Linked DNA regions of Triticum aestivum: region 1 is linked to region 2. Evidence: chromatin contacts called from public Hi-C data. All regions are on one chromosome and are shown on one strand. Each heading gives the region's core, a stretch centred on a gene start, on an enhancer-like site or on the middle of the called end of the contact. The rest is flanking DNA. Distances are from core to core; before and after follow the strand shown.

Region 1 (2,700 bases), core at 102-2,601, 140 kb before region 2:
TGTTTTCAAGAGATTTTATTGTAATTCTTAGTCATAGCAGTTACTTTGTATTTTATTGGATCTTAGGTCCAAATCAGTGTACCTGTAATTGTTATGAGTATGAATAAAGTTACGGGTTTCTTAAAAAAATACTCCCTCCGTTCCCAAATAATTGTCTTTCTAGCCATCTCAAATGGACTACAACATACGGATGTATGTAGACATGTTTTAGAGTGTAGATTCACTCATTTTGCTCCGTATGTAGTCACTTGTTGAAATCTCTAAAAAAACAATTATTTAGGAACGGAGGAAGTAGAAAACTTGCAAGGAGACGAAGCTAACTTTCCAAAGTATATGACTACGTAATTTCGACGCTGCAAATAGAACCCTAAGTCTCCCGCCGTGCCTAAGGTCCCTTTACCAATGTGCCCACGCACATTGTAGTCCATGAGTCTTGTCACTGACCACCCCGCAAAAAAAAAGAGTCTTGTCACTAACCAGATATTTTGGCAAGCTTCCTCCGTTTCAAAATAGATGACCAAACTTTATACTAACTTTGCAAAATTAGTACAAAGTTGGGTTATCTATTTTGGAACGAAGGAAGTACTGCATATCACAGTGGATGAGACAGCGTGTTCGGTATAACTAAGAGAACACACGCACTGCCGTACGACCGTACAGTTCGTGCCTCAATGGCCAAGCACGCGAATTGTCAAACGTGTTAGGCATAACAAGAGAACACCTGTTCTTTACCTGATTGACCAAACACTTTGTCTGATCTAAATAGCTGCACGCGAGCGTGCTTTACGTGTTTATTACTAGTCTGTCTATGCCTTGACGGCAAGAACACGTTGCCTGTTCTGCCTAGACATGCCAAATTCCTATATCTGGCGGCCCTGGTTAGGATCAAACATTGGTTTCGGTCAACAGTCCAGCCAAAAATACTCTACGCCTTTTTTCCTTGCAGAGGAAGCACGTACAACGCACACCTAAAAATGCCTTCTGATCTGGGGCAGCTTGTACCGTTCGTACCGAAGCTGCCTGCGGCGCCGATAAGCAATCCGGACATGGCGGACCAGTCTTCGACCAGCGTGCGTGACTGGGTGAAGCAGCTCACCTCGTCTCCATCCACCGGAATGCAGTCACAACCTTGGCTGCACTGCAGCCAGTCAAGAAACAGTGGCGGAATTATGTTCGGCACGCGGTGGTGGGCAGTGAGTGCAAGGGAGGCGGCACCATCGCCGCACGGCTACACGACGGAGGACGAAACTTGTCACCTGTTTCCTGCTCCTTTACCACCTCTGCCCCGCCATCTCCGTCGTCCCTGCTTTCGCACGGCGTAGCTTTCGAGCACGAGGGCTTCTAGAAGAGCCGAGCAGCTTAGCGGAGACAACGAAAACATCGACAATTCAGCTACCGTCAGCTCCCTAGCATCCCAGTCTATCTTTCCAAGAGGCTTCTTTCGGCAACCGTGAGGCCGCTGACAGTGATACATTCACAGCATCGGGCTTTACGTGAACTGGTAAACAACGGGCACAATCGGCACCACACCTTTCTTCTGCCCCGTATCAGTCCCCGCAGTGTATGGAGGATATTACTAATAATAATAAAATGGATCTACTATGCTTCTTGTGTTATCAGTTCTGGGACTAACTTTTCTTAGAGAAATCAGTTGGCAAAACCTACAACATGTTTCCGGGAATATCAGTTCAGCAACTGTGTAGCAAAACCCTTTCTTTACCATTAAGAACCCGCCTGTATGGATGCACATACCCTGAACTGGAACAACAACACGGAAATACCTACTATGTAAACACCTCGAAGGAAACTTTTGCTAAGCACACATACATAGCTTTCCGGATACTTCACCATCATTACATCACTCAAGCCTCCCTCCCAGCCTCCCAGGTCACTTGCGTCGATGATGCATGCATATGTACTCCCTCCGTTCGGAATTACTTATCGCAGAAATGGATGTATCTAGACGTATTTTAGTTCTAGATACATCCATTTCCGAGACAAGTAATCCCTCCGTTCGGAATTACTTGTCGCAGAAATGGATGTATCTAGACGTATTTTAGTTCTAGATACATCAATTTCCGAGACAAGTAATTCCAAACGGAGGGAGTACATAATAGGGTTAACCATAAGGAAGCCGAATCGGCAGCGGAGGCAGAAACAGAATAGTACATATAATAGACATTGATTTTTGGCTAGCAAAGGAAAATACACGCATGCATAATCAGCAGCCATTTCTACTAGTCCCTCCGTTCACTTGTATAAGACGTTTAGATAGTTCAGACAGCTCTCAAAAACAGTTCAAAATCAGCTGTCTAAAACGTCCTATAAAAAGGAACTGAGGGAGTAGGTAATTTTGCGGTCAGTACAGACCACAGCTCTGGTCTCAGTTTAGGAGAATAAGGATTTGTAAATTGTATAAAGATATTATTATTTTCCTGTGTTACAATTTTGACCAACAAAACTCACCACTAGACTGGGGGCAAACAAACCTTCATGAATTCACAATTAACAGCTAACTCGATGCCAATGGTGCCATTAACTGAAAGTGCAATGCAAAGCAAATGAATCATAAAGCACAAGTGATAAAGAGAATTCAACCGCAATAAAAATGATGGAAGAGAATTTATCCAAATCAAGCTGCATGCATCAACAAATGAGTTGCAGGTTCAATTAACCGAATGATTCACCCAGTTTGGTAGC
Region 2 (2,700 bases), core at 53-2,552:
ACGCCCTCGCTGGCCTTGCGCTTCAGGAGCTCGCCGAGGGTGGCGTCGCCGCCGGGGCGCGGTCGGGAGCCGTCCCGTATCAGCGTGATCTCGGTGTACACCGACCAGCCGGTGACGTATATCAGGTGGCGCGCGTCGCTGATGGCGTCGAACACGTCCTCCCAGCACCGCCCCTGCTGGTAGGTCCGGCCGCCGGAGAGCGGGATCCTGGGCGCGAACGCGTCCGGGGTGTGCGCGTCCTGGTACAGGGTGACCCTGCACCCGGGCCGCTGGGAGAAGAAGGTGTACGGCACGCCGGGGTGCCGCGCGCCGCCGAGGCCCGCGCCCCACTCGCGGCGGTTGGCGGTGACGTCGCAGAACCTGAGCCGCACGTGTATGGTGGGCCCGTGGTGGATCTTTTTCTTGCTCGGGTCGAGGACGTCGAGCCGGCGCTCGATCTCCCGGCCGCCGGCGTCGAGCAGCTCCCGGACGGGGAGGTAGGCGCGGCCGATGAGCGTGGCGCCGATGGGCTGCGCGGCCTTGACGGTGAAGACGACGTCGGCGGCGAAGTGGGCGCAGTAGATGTGGAAGTCCTCGTACCAGCGCGGGTTCACCGGGTCGCCGGCGATGACCCGCGTCCGGCCGACGCGCGCCTTGCCGAGGTCGACGGTTGCGTACAGCTGCGTCGACCCCTTGCCGCGCCCGATCGTCTCCTCGAACCCCTCCACGAACTGCAACCAGACAAGATTCTTTACCAATCGGACAAGCTTCCTACGCATTCAAACAAACAAATCTACTACTCCAGCAGCGAACAGCAGACTGTAAAATTCGCATCTCCTTTTAGGAGCCAAAGAATTTCTCCTCCATGTACAAAAAACCAAGAATTCCTCTGCCGCGGAACAAGATTTCAGATCTCTGGGCTCGAAGGGAGCGGGATATTTTCTTGATTTTCTATTCTACGGACGCAATCTACTCTGCTTACACTCTGCCGTGGTTGCAGCAAGTGCAAAGAGGGGAGGAAGGGGAGTGACTGACTGACCCTGCGGAAGATCTGGGGGGCGCCGCCGGTGGCGCGGTCGGGGTTGGTGAGGTTGTCGGCCTCCAGGATGGTGGCGTGGAGGGTGCCGTGCAGCAGCCGGTGAGCCATTGCTGCCGCGCCGTCTCACCTCCCAGGTCAGTCCCAGGAGAGCTTCAGGCTGTGTGGAGACGGACGAAACAATGCGCCAAGAAGGGCAGGCCAAGGAAAAGGAAAATCACAATTTCCACGTAACCTTACGGGCTAAGGCAAAGGGGTCTGAGACCGTCCGTCCAATAGGAGAGAGAGGGCGAGAGTCAGAGAGATGGAGCAAAATGTTGACGTAAAGTAGGACGAACCAGCAGAAGATTGCTGGAAGAAATTAATGGCGGGAGGAAACTAGTAATGCACGGAATTAATAGCCGCCGAAAATGCATCACGCCATTTTGGTTCTGTGATTAATGCTTTGTATTCTCGTAATATATGTATATCTTTCCAAACGAGAAAGACGAAGTGGGAGCAAAGGCGGGACCGCGGGAGGGGCCAAAGCACTCGGGGCTGCCTGGCACTTTTTTGGAGCAGGGGTCACATGGCGTCAACGCTACAGATCGCAGAGCTCCAGCGTGCGCGTACGATGAGAAACAGAGGGAGGAGATGCCATTGCCGTCCACGCGGAGCACGAGCGCGGCACTGGAGTACTCTACTACCATGCGCGCACTATCACTGTCGTCAAGCTCGCTTCATTTCTCGGTATAAAACGGAGATCCAGCCATTTTATAGTATCCGGTAAAACCCGGTGCTGCAATATCGCTTTAGGGTTCCCTCGAAAACAATTTTGCGGGAACGCAAAGGCTCCGGCAGAACAAAACTCGTAAATCTCGTACTGCAAATTTAAAAACATCTTTGCACTAGAAATAGTTCATCACCCCCCGCTCCTCCCTCGTGTCGCCCTCCCAGGGGCGACCAGATCTCCTCCGTCGCCACCCCCCTCCTGCACATATTCCCTGTCGGATTTCGGGTTCCGGCAAAACCCTTGAGGTTCGAACACTGGGGTGCGCACGAAGATTTCCCCCTACTGAATCTCGCCCTCGCCCTCACCGCGATCTCACAGGCTAGCTAGATGAACTCGCAACACAAGGAACACAAGATTTATACTGGTTCGGGCCACCGTTGTGGTGTAATACCCTACTCCAGTGTGGTGTGGTGGATTGCCTCTCGGGCTGAGGATGAACAGTACAAGGGGAAGAACAGCCTCCTGAGGAGAGGTGTTCTTGTGCTTGGTGGGTGTGAGGATGAACTGAATGAGTTCCAGCTCAGTCCCTTCCTACTATGGTGGCTAGTCCTATTTATAGAGGCCCCGGTCCTCTTCCCAAATATTGAGCGGGAAGGGATGCCACAACGGCCAATTTGAAAGGGGACAGCTAGTACAAGCTATCCTGACTAAAGGTGGTCTTCGCCTGCCAAAGGCTCTGGTGGTGACGCCGTCTTGGGCTCCACGGTGACCTCCGTCCTGCCGTCCTGCTGGTCTTGGTCTCGTTGCACCGATATGAAAACCTTTTCCTGGAAACGAGGACACTGTGCGTGCTAACGCCCGCCTGGTCTTGGTCGTCATGGCTTACGTCATTGGACTCGCGAGGTTCGCCTTGCCTTGATCTCTCCGCCCCTCGCGAGCCAGTCCTGGTGAGGCCGCCCCCGAGGAGGTCTGG

What was found. Hi-C and Micro-C count contacts between places; a contact is called where the count stands out from the background.
Region 1: a contact with region 2 is called in a Hi-C map of leaf, with 6 times the contacts expected there. The contact joins the enhancer-like site here to the promoter of LOC123163790 in region 2. A contact is called at or near these places in 2 of 5 Hi-C or Micro-C datasets (both in leaf).

What each region holds. Positions count from the first base shown.
Region 1 is chr7D:485,243,927-485,246,626 of IWGSC CS RefSeq v2.1, reverse strand. No RefSeq gene overlaps it. Among protein-coding and RNA genes, the nearest start is that of LOC123164589, 11 kb to the right of the region's middle. Within about 2 kb of position 1,351, at least 1 of the 8 cell types and tissues checked has an H3K27ac peak or open chromatin away from gene starts, as enhancers often do. A contact at or near this core is called in leaf, where this site is marked.
Region 2 is chr7D:485,100,564-485,103,263 of IWGSC CS RefSeq v2.1, reverse strand. It overlaps LOC123163790 (phospholipase D alpha 2), which reads right to left and starts at 1,302. Exons shown (of 3, transcript XM_044581170.1): 1 at 1,019-1,302; 2 at 1-710. The coding sequence starts at 1,126.